Linked DNA regions of Danio rerio: region 2 is linked to region 1. The links are chromatin contacts, called in public HiChIP or PLAC-seq maps. All regions are on one chromosome and are shown on one strand. The core of a region is the stretch at or near the end of the contact, and the rest is flanking DNA. Distances in the headings are between cores, read along the strand shown.

What was found. HiChIP or PLAC-seq counts read pairs in DNA pulled down with a chosen protein or histone mark.
Region 2: a contact with region 1 is called in an H3K4me3 HiChIP or PLAC-seq map of gastrula embryo, with 2.9 times the contacts expected there. The contact joins the promoter of gtf3aa here to the promoter of gsx1 in region 1. A contact is called at or near these places in 2 of 4 datasets of contacts at active chromatin or transcription factors (embryo and gastrula embryo).

What each region holds. Positions count from the first base shown.
Region 1 is chr5:73,932,068-73,935,859 of GRCz12tu, reverse strand. gsx1 (GS homeobox 1) reads left to right here and starts at 2,193. Exons shown (of 2, transcript NM_001012251.1): 1 at 2,193-2,645; 2 at 2,735-3,649. The coding sequence starts at 2,267. The coding sequence ends at 3,087. It also overlaps a transcript of mtif3 not described here.
Region 2 is chr5:74,013,916-74,017,707 of GRCz12tu, reverse strand. gtf3aa (general transcription factor IIIAa) reads left to right here and starts at 1,732. Exons shown (of 9, transcript NM_001003866.1): 1 at 1,732-1,960; 2 at 3,573-3,673. The coding sequence starts at 1,829.

The DNA of each region.
Region 1 (3,792 bases), core at 944-3,443:
CTTAACTTATAAAATTAAGTTAGAGCATGATTAACTTACTTTAATTAGTTATGACCTAAAACATTTTTTGATTTTATATATATATATATATATATATATATATATATATATATATATATATATATATATATATATATATATATTTTTTTTTTTTTTTTTTACAATAAACACACCATTTTACTGTAGTAAAAACTACAGTATTTGTTACAGTTTATCAATTTAGATATGTTGTAGCATTCATTAACAAAGATTTGGAGATAGGCCTACTATAATAAAACACTTTACTACAGTGTGTGCTCAACAAAACTATAGTATAAATTGCTGTATAATGTTTTTTTTATGTAGGATGATTATCTCTAACTTTAAAATATACAAATTACCCAATTCTGTAGTTTTCTGCAACTATTATACTTCAATACACCACAGTTGACGGTAAAAGCTACAGTATTTATTTATTTAGTTTATAAATTTACCATAGAAAGCATGTTGTAGCATTCATTAACAAAGAGCTGGACATACTACAATATATACCGTATAGTACACGTTACTACAGTGTGGTTCAACAGTATAAATTACTATACATTGTTTTCACGTGGGATTATTATTTGCAACTTATAAAGTATATCCCAAAGAGGACGTTAAATCCACATTTCGCTGTTTACTCACGCATTAGAATCCCCTTTTCCTTTGAACATCTTGTTTAGCAAACCTAAAGTGAAAGAAAATGTTTTCCTATTACTTAATTCAATCAGGGCGCGGCGGGCAGGGGCTTTCACTCGCCGTGCATTCGGGCCCTCACTGACAGAGTCGGCTTTGTGCCACTTTGTCCGCCGCTGTCACACACTTTAATTCGAGCCTTTCTCTGTCGCATTGAAAACTCTCCACAATGACATTCAATAAGGGCTGGGAGAGTGAAAACCTGGTTATTTTTATATATTCCTTCCCGGACTCTGCGGGGGCCCGCGCGCAGGAATTAATCACTGTTTTTTAACCTCATCGCTTTGAGGTTGTGACGCGACGCGTCCTTTTTTTAAGTTTGGCAGTGATACATTTGCCTCATAATAGACACACAAACTTGTAACATATATGTTTTTAAAGTGTTATCATAAAAATGGAATTAAACATAGTTGGAAATTATGAATCTGTGCATGTAAATATAAGAGCAAAATTAAAATGACGTACAGTACTCAGCATTTGAAGTGGATGAAAACCTTTCATCAAAGTTGTCCTGAAACGATTGAACACATTCACTGTAAAAAGATGTTGCTGCCTTAAATTTTCGAGTCATCTCAACTTACATCAATCAAACTGACTGAAACTATTAGGTTATAACTTAAAAATGTAGATGAACCTGATAGACTGTTAAAATAAGTTAAAGCAACATGCAAATATCTGTTGTCTTAACTTTTTTGTCATATCCTTTTTATTATAGTGTAAAACGATTTTAAAATACGTTTGCCACTTCAGATGTTGACTAGCTATGGATAATGTCTCCTTAAGGAAAAAATAAATCATAAATTAAATTTTGAAAAAAATCGTCCTAAATGAAGACAGATCGGTATCCGAATTAAAATGTTTAGTTCGGAAAGAAAGATCTCAGCAGATGTTCCATGCGCAACTAAACGGCACGTCAGTGGCGTACACAAACAGACTGCAAATAATGCAGTCATTATTATATTTTCAATACTCCCGAAACACGCTCTCTGAAAACAAGTCCTGTAATTGTTATAATAGTTAATGATGGGCTGAGTCGCAGGTGGAACCGGGCCGATGAGCCTGCTGACGTACGGCGTATGCACCGAATGTCTAATGAGTTCACGCGGAACAAACGACGGCCCTCTTTGAATGAAATTAATTAAAAGAGCAATAGTGTCCATGTGATCGCGTGAGAAAGAAAATAAAGTTTAAAACGACACTAAAGAGTAATGGTATAAAAGGAGGGGAAATTTTAAAAGGGAGAAGGGGCAGTACCGCCTCTTGCAGTGTGGGTGGGGCTGACAAGAATAGACTACATTATGCAGTTCATTTAGTTAACAAGTGAAATAATAGGGAAGCGTGCAGAGTGAATGCCGAGAGAAAAGGCACAAAACCCTATTGAGAGCTCTCAGCCGCTAGTAGCGTAACCGTCACATGGGCGCACTGGCTCTCCAACTATTTAAGCAGGGACACTTTCTCCTCAGCACCATTCTGCCATCCAGCATTTGGTACACGAGCGAGACTGAAACTTTCTAACAGACATCAGGTGAAGACACACGGCGCTGTCAAGATGCCAAGATCCTTTCTTGTGGATTCCTTGATTTTGAGGGAGAACAGCGAAAAGGGCACAGAGAACAGCCCTCCGTTATTTCCGTACGCGGTGCATCCTTCTCATCCTCTCCACAGCCTCTCCGCCGGCTCCTGCCACTCTCGAAAAGCGGGTCTGCTGTGCTTTTGCCCGCTGTGCGTCACTTCTCAGCTTCACCCATCTCCCCCAGCGCTGCCCCTCATCAAGGCTTCATTTCCAGCGTTCGGCACCCAGTATTGCCACTCCGCGCTCTCCAGACAGCACTCCACATCCAGCGGCGTAAACCTCAACAGCGGCTCTGGCTTATATCAAGCCGCTTATCCGGTTCCAGATCCACGACAGTTCCACTGCATATCCATAGGTAAGTGTGTCATTTGTGCATTGAAAAAGTTTTGCAATTAAACTTTTTATGTATATCAGCAACTTAACTTTTTGTTTATTGTTCAACAGAAAATAGCAGCAGTCAACTTCAGAGCAGCAAACGCATGCGCACTGCGTTCACCAGCACGCAACTCTTGGAGTTGGAAAGGGAGTTCACCTCCAACATGTACCTGTCGAGACTTCGGCGCATAGAGATCGCAACTTACCTCAATCTATCCGAGAAGCAAGTCAAGATTTGGTTCCAGAACCGCCGCGTAAAGCACAAAAAAGAAGGCAAAAGCGGCTCCCACAGAACGGGCGCGCACAACTGCAAGTGCTCATCCTCCCTGTCCTCCGCCCGGTGCTCCGAGGAAGAGGATGACCTCCCAATGTCTCCCCCGTCATCAGAGAAAGAGGACGCAGACCTGTCCGTCAGCCCGTGAACATGACCATCACCTCAAAAGACTCTGTACGCCACACCTGTGGAATCTTGAATGCAGCCAAAAAGCGACGGCATCTGCGCGCGCCGTCACCTGTACATAGCGAGAAAGGAAGAAACAAAACTTTATATATGTTCGGGGTCTGCGTATCCCTTTTAATGTTGTACATTTGTATACATGTTCAATGTTTGTAGTTTTTTTTCTGAAAACAACTTGCTGATAAGCCCATAGTTCTGCATCCAAATATGATTCCTGTCACCAAAAGGTTTTTAAAAATCTGAGCGGTCCAAAACGAACAAAAATATTATATTATTTACCTACTTTTTAATTTCTATTTGTATTTTTTTATATATGCATATCCAGAACTGTTTGGTTTTGTTTTGTTTGTATGGTGAGTACAGGGTAGCTTTAAGCACATTTTGGTGACAGAATGGAGATATGGGATGTATCCGATGTATACGTCACTTCGATGACAGAATTTGTTATTGTACTTTTATTGTAATGAGAATATTTATTTATTTAAAAAACATTAATGCTGAAAATAAAGAATATTTCTTAGTGACAATACGATGTCTCACGTCAGATGATTTTGCAGACATGTTATGCAGCAAATCGCTAAAGCTGGGTGAACAACTTTTAATGAATTTACAAAATAAAAGCCACATTATCTTTTTAATTATTCCATACTAATAAGACTGAGAACACTAA
Region 2 (3,792 bases), core at 483-2,982, 82 kb before region 1:
TCATTCACCTACGGTAATATTGAAAAAAAATTACTATTGCGGTATGACGGTATTTACAATATTGTTACATCCCTAATATATATATATATATATATATATATATACACACACACACACACACACACACATATATATATATACATATATATACATACATACATATATATATATATATATATATATATATATATATATATATATATACATACATACATACATATATATATATATATATATATATATATATATATATATATATATATATATATATATATATATATATATATGTTATTATTAGTTGTTGCTAAAACTTAGGCGACAAGAATTTTGTCAGGTAGTGGACATCTACAGGGTTAAAAATAACCCAAATTGGGTTGTTTTTAACCCTACCGCTGGGTAAATATGGGACAGAACACATCAGGGGTTAAATTTACCCAAGTAATTGGGTTGTTATTTTTAACCCTATAAATGGGTTGTTTTTTCTACCCAATAATTGGTTATTTTTACTTAATTAATAGGTTAATTTGATCCAAAAATGCCCGCGAAACATGACCCAGCAATTGTGCTGTTTTGACTAGGTGTCACTGAGGTACGGTGGGGGATGTGCAGCTGTGATCACAGGTGTACAAACGGTGGTAGTAAGAAGTTTTAAAATTCAGAAAGGTCTGACTAAGGGCTGCTATGAGCATAAATCAAATTTTAATCATCTGAAAATGCAAGCAATCTGCGTTTATGTTAAACTATTTTCATTGCAATTAAACAAATTAGTATAATATGTGGTATTCCAGTCAGCCCTTGCTGTGAGTTGATTTGACTCAAAAACCTGGGTTGAAACCACCCAAGATTCTGAAAAAAGTTAAATAAAATTACCCAAAATGCCTCAACCCAAGATTTGGGTAGAAAAAAATAACCCCATGTTTTTTAGAGTGTATTAGATTTGTATTGAGCACAAAATTGCTTGACGGGATATCTACTGTGTAATCCTAATGTAAATCCCAAAGTGCATTTATTATTAATATTATTATTATTATTATTATTATTATTTGATTTTTGCACTGTCTGATCCACCTGCAGGATCTTGGCTTGGTAATTGAGTAAAAACGCTGGAGAATGAAGTGAGTTCGTCTTGTTAACTGTGTCATTTACAGACCGATTGGCTCTGTGTGTGTCCTGCAGGGGGTCGGGAGGGTCTGTGAAGGATCTGAGGTGGAACAGCATGAGGCACCAAAACAATGACATTACCACAGATGTCAGAGCCGAGGTTATAGTTACACAACTCAAAGTTAGCTGTTATTTCTATACTATTTTTCAATTTGATGCTTATTTTTGGTTTGGTTTTAGTTCATTTCATGGCTTTTAGGCATTTTTATTTTGTGAGCACATTTCTATTTAGTTCATATATATTTGGGTTTTATTAATTCTACTTTAGAGTTCAGAGCTAACAGAAGAATATTTTAGGAATTATTATTTGATTTTAATAAATTTTTCAGTTCATGTTACTTCAGTTTTAGTATTTAATTTACTGTGATTTCAGTTAACTTTATTTTCTTACAGGTAGTTTTAGTGTACTACAATAACAAGTGTCAGAGCGACTGGTTTGTAATAAATTAGGCTTAGTCCACACTATATATACATCTTATTTTATGTATTTTGTCATATATATAAACACGTGGTAAAGTACCATTTGCGTTTTGTGCACGCTTTAAAATTTTGGCCTCAATGGCTTTCCATACAGTGTTGTCGCATGCTTTGACGTCAGAGTTTACGTCGGCAATCAAAATGAAGGAGCGCACGAGGGACCTAAATTTATACCGCTATTTCTGAACATATGACAATGGATGAAACTAATGCCAATGTTGATCAACTGGGCGAAATATTTATCTGTTCCTATCCGGAATGTCACGCGTATTACAACCGAGAGTGGAAGCTACAAGCGCATCTCTGCAAACACACCGGAGAGGTCAGTTAACACACACACATGTGCTCGAAGATTGGGGATGAGTGTCATATTAGCTGCTAATGACTATCAAAGTACAACATTGTTCACAGTTTAAATAGTGCTAATGTTGTTTTGAAGCCATATTACATGTGATTTTACATCAGATATTCAAATTAGCAAGAATAAAATGAAATAACGGTGCGAATGTGTACCTCAGTATTCCTGTAATAATTGAGATGAAGCTGGTTTCATATTCGGGCTTTCTTCTTAATAATATAATTTCAGTAAAGTTACTTATTCTTAGTAAATTCTAAAAAGGGAAAACATATTAGCATGCAATAACTATCAACGTACAACATGCACGCACCGGCCACTTTATTAGGTACATCGTACAAGACCCCCTTTTGCCTTCAGAACTGCCTTAATGCTAACAAGGTACTGGAAATTTTGTCTCATAGATTTGTCTCCATATTGACATAGCTTCACGCAGTTGCTGCAGATTTGTTGACTGTACATCTATAATGCGAATCTCCCGTTCCACCACATCCCAAAGGTGCTCTTTTGGAATGAGATCTGGTGACTGTGGAGGCCATTTGTGTACAGTGAACTCATTGTCATGTTCCAGAAACCAGTCTGAGATGATTTACGCTTTATGACATGGTGCGTTATCCTGCTGAAAGTAGCCATCAGAAGATGGGGACACTGGTCATAATGGAATGAACATGGTCAGCAACAATACTCAAGTAGGCTGTGGCGTTGACATGGTAAAATACCAAATTTACTCAATTGCCCAAATGCTCAATTGGTGCTAATTGGCCCAAAGTGTGCCAAGAAAATGTCCTCCACACCATTACACCACCACCACCAGCCTAAACCGTTGATACAAGGCAGGATGGATCCATGCTTTCATGTTGTTGACACCAAATTCTGACCCGACCATCCGAATGTCATAGTAAAAACGGAGACTCATCAGAGCAGGCAACATTTCTCCAACCTTCTCTTGTCCAGTTTTGGTAAGCCTGTGTGAATTGTAGCCTCAGTTTCCTGTTCTTAGCAGACAGGAGCGGCACCCGGTGTGGTCTTGTGCTGCTGTAGCCCATCTGCCTCAAGGTTGAATGTGTTGTGTGTTCAGAGATTCTCTTCAGCAGACCTCAGTTGTCACGAGTAGTTATTTGAGTTACTGTTGCCTTTCTATCAGCTGGAACCAGTCTGGCCATTCTCCTCTGACCTCCGACATCAAAAATGCATTTGTGTCACAGAACTGTCGCTCACTGGATATTTTCTCTTTTTCTGACCATTCTCTGTAAACCCTAGAGATGGTTGTGCGTGAAAATCCCAGTAGATCAGCAGTTTCTGAAATACTCAGACCAGCCTGTCTGGCACCAACAACCAGGCCATGCTCAAAGTCACATAAATCACCTTTCTTCCCCATTCTGATGCTCGGTTGAACTGCAGTAGATCGTCTAGACCGAGTCTACATGCGTAAATGCACTGAGTTGCTGCCATGTGATTGGCTGATTGGAAATATGCGTTAACGAGCAGTTGGACAGGTGTACCTAATAAAGTGGCCGGTGAGTGTATGTCAGGGTTGAAGCAAAGATCACTTGTCAACATTTTACCTGTTCTCTTGCAGAGGCCGTATAAATGCAAGTATAAGAAGTGCAGCAAATCTTTCTGTACGAAACATCACCTCACTCGTCATGTTCTGACGCACACCGGTGAAAAACCATACAGGTGAGTAGATACTATAGTGTTTTTTAATCATACTGCCCATTTTGCTGTATGTATTTAGCATTTACAACACTTTGTTAATGAATGCTATAGTGTAGTGTTAACTATAGTGAATTGATAAA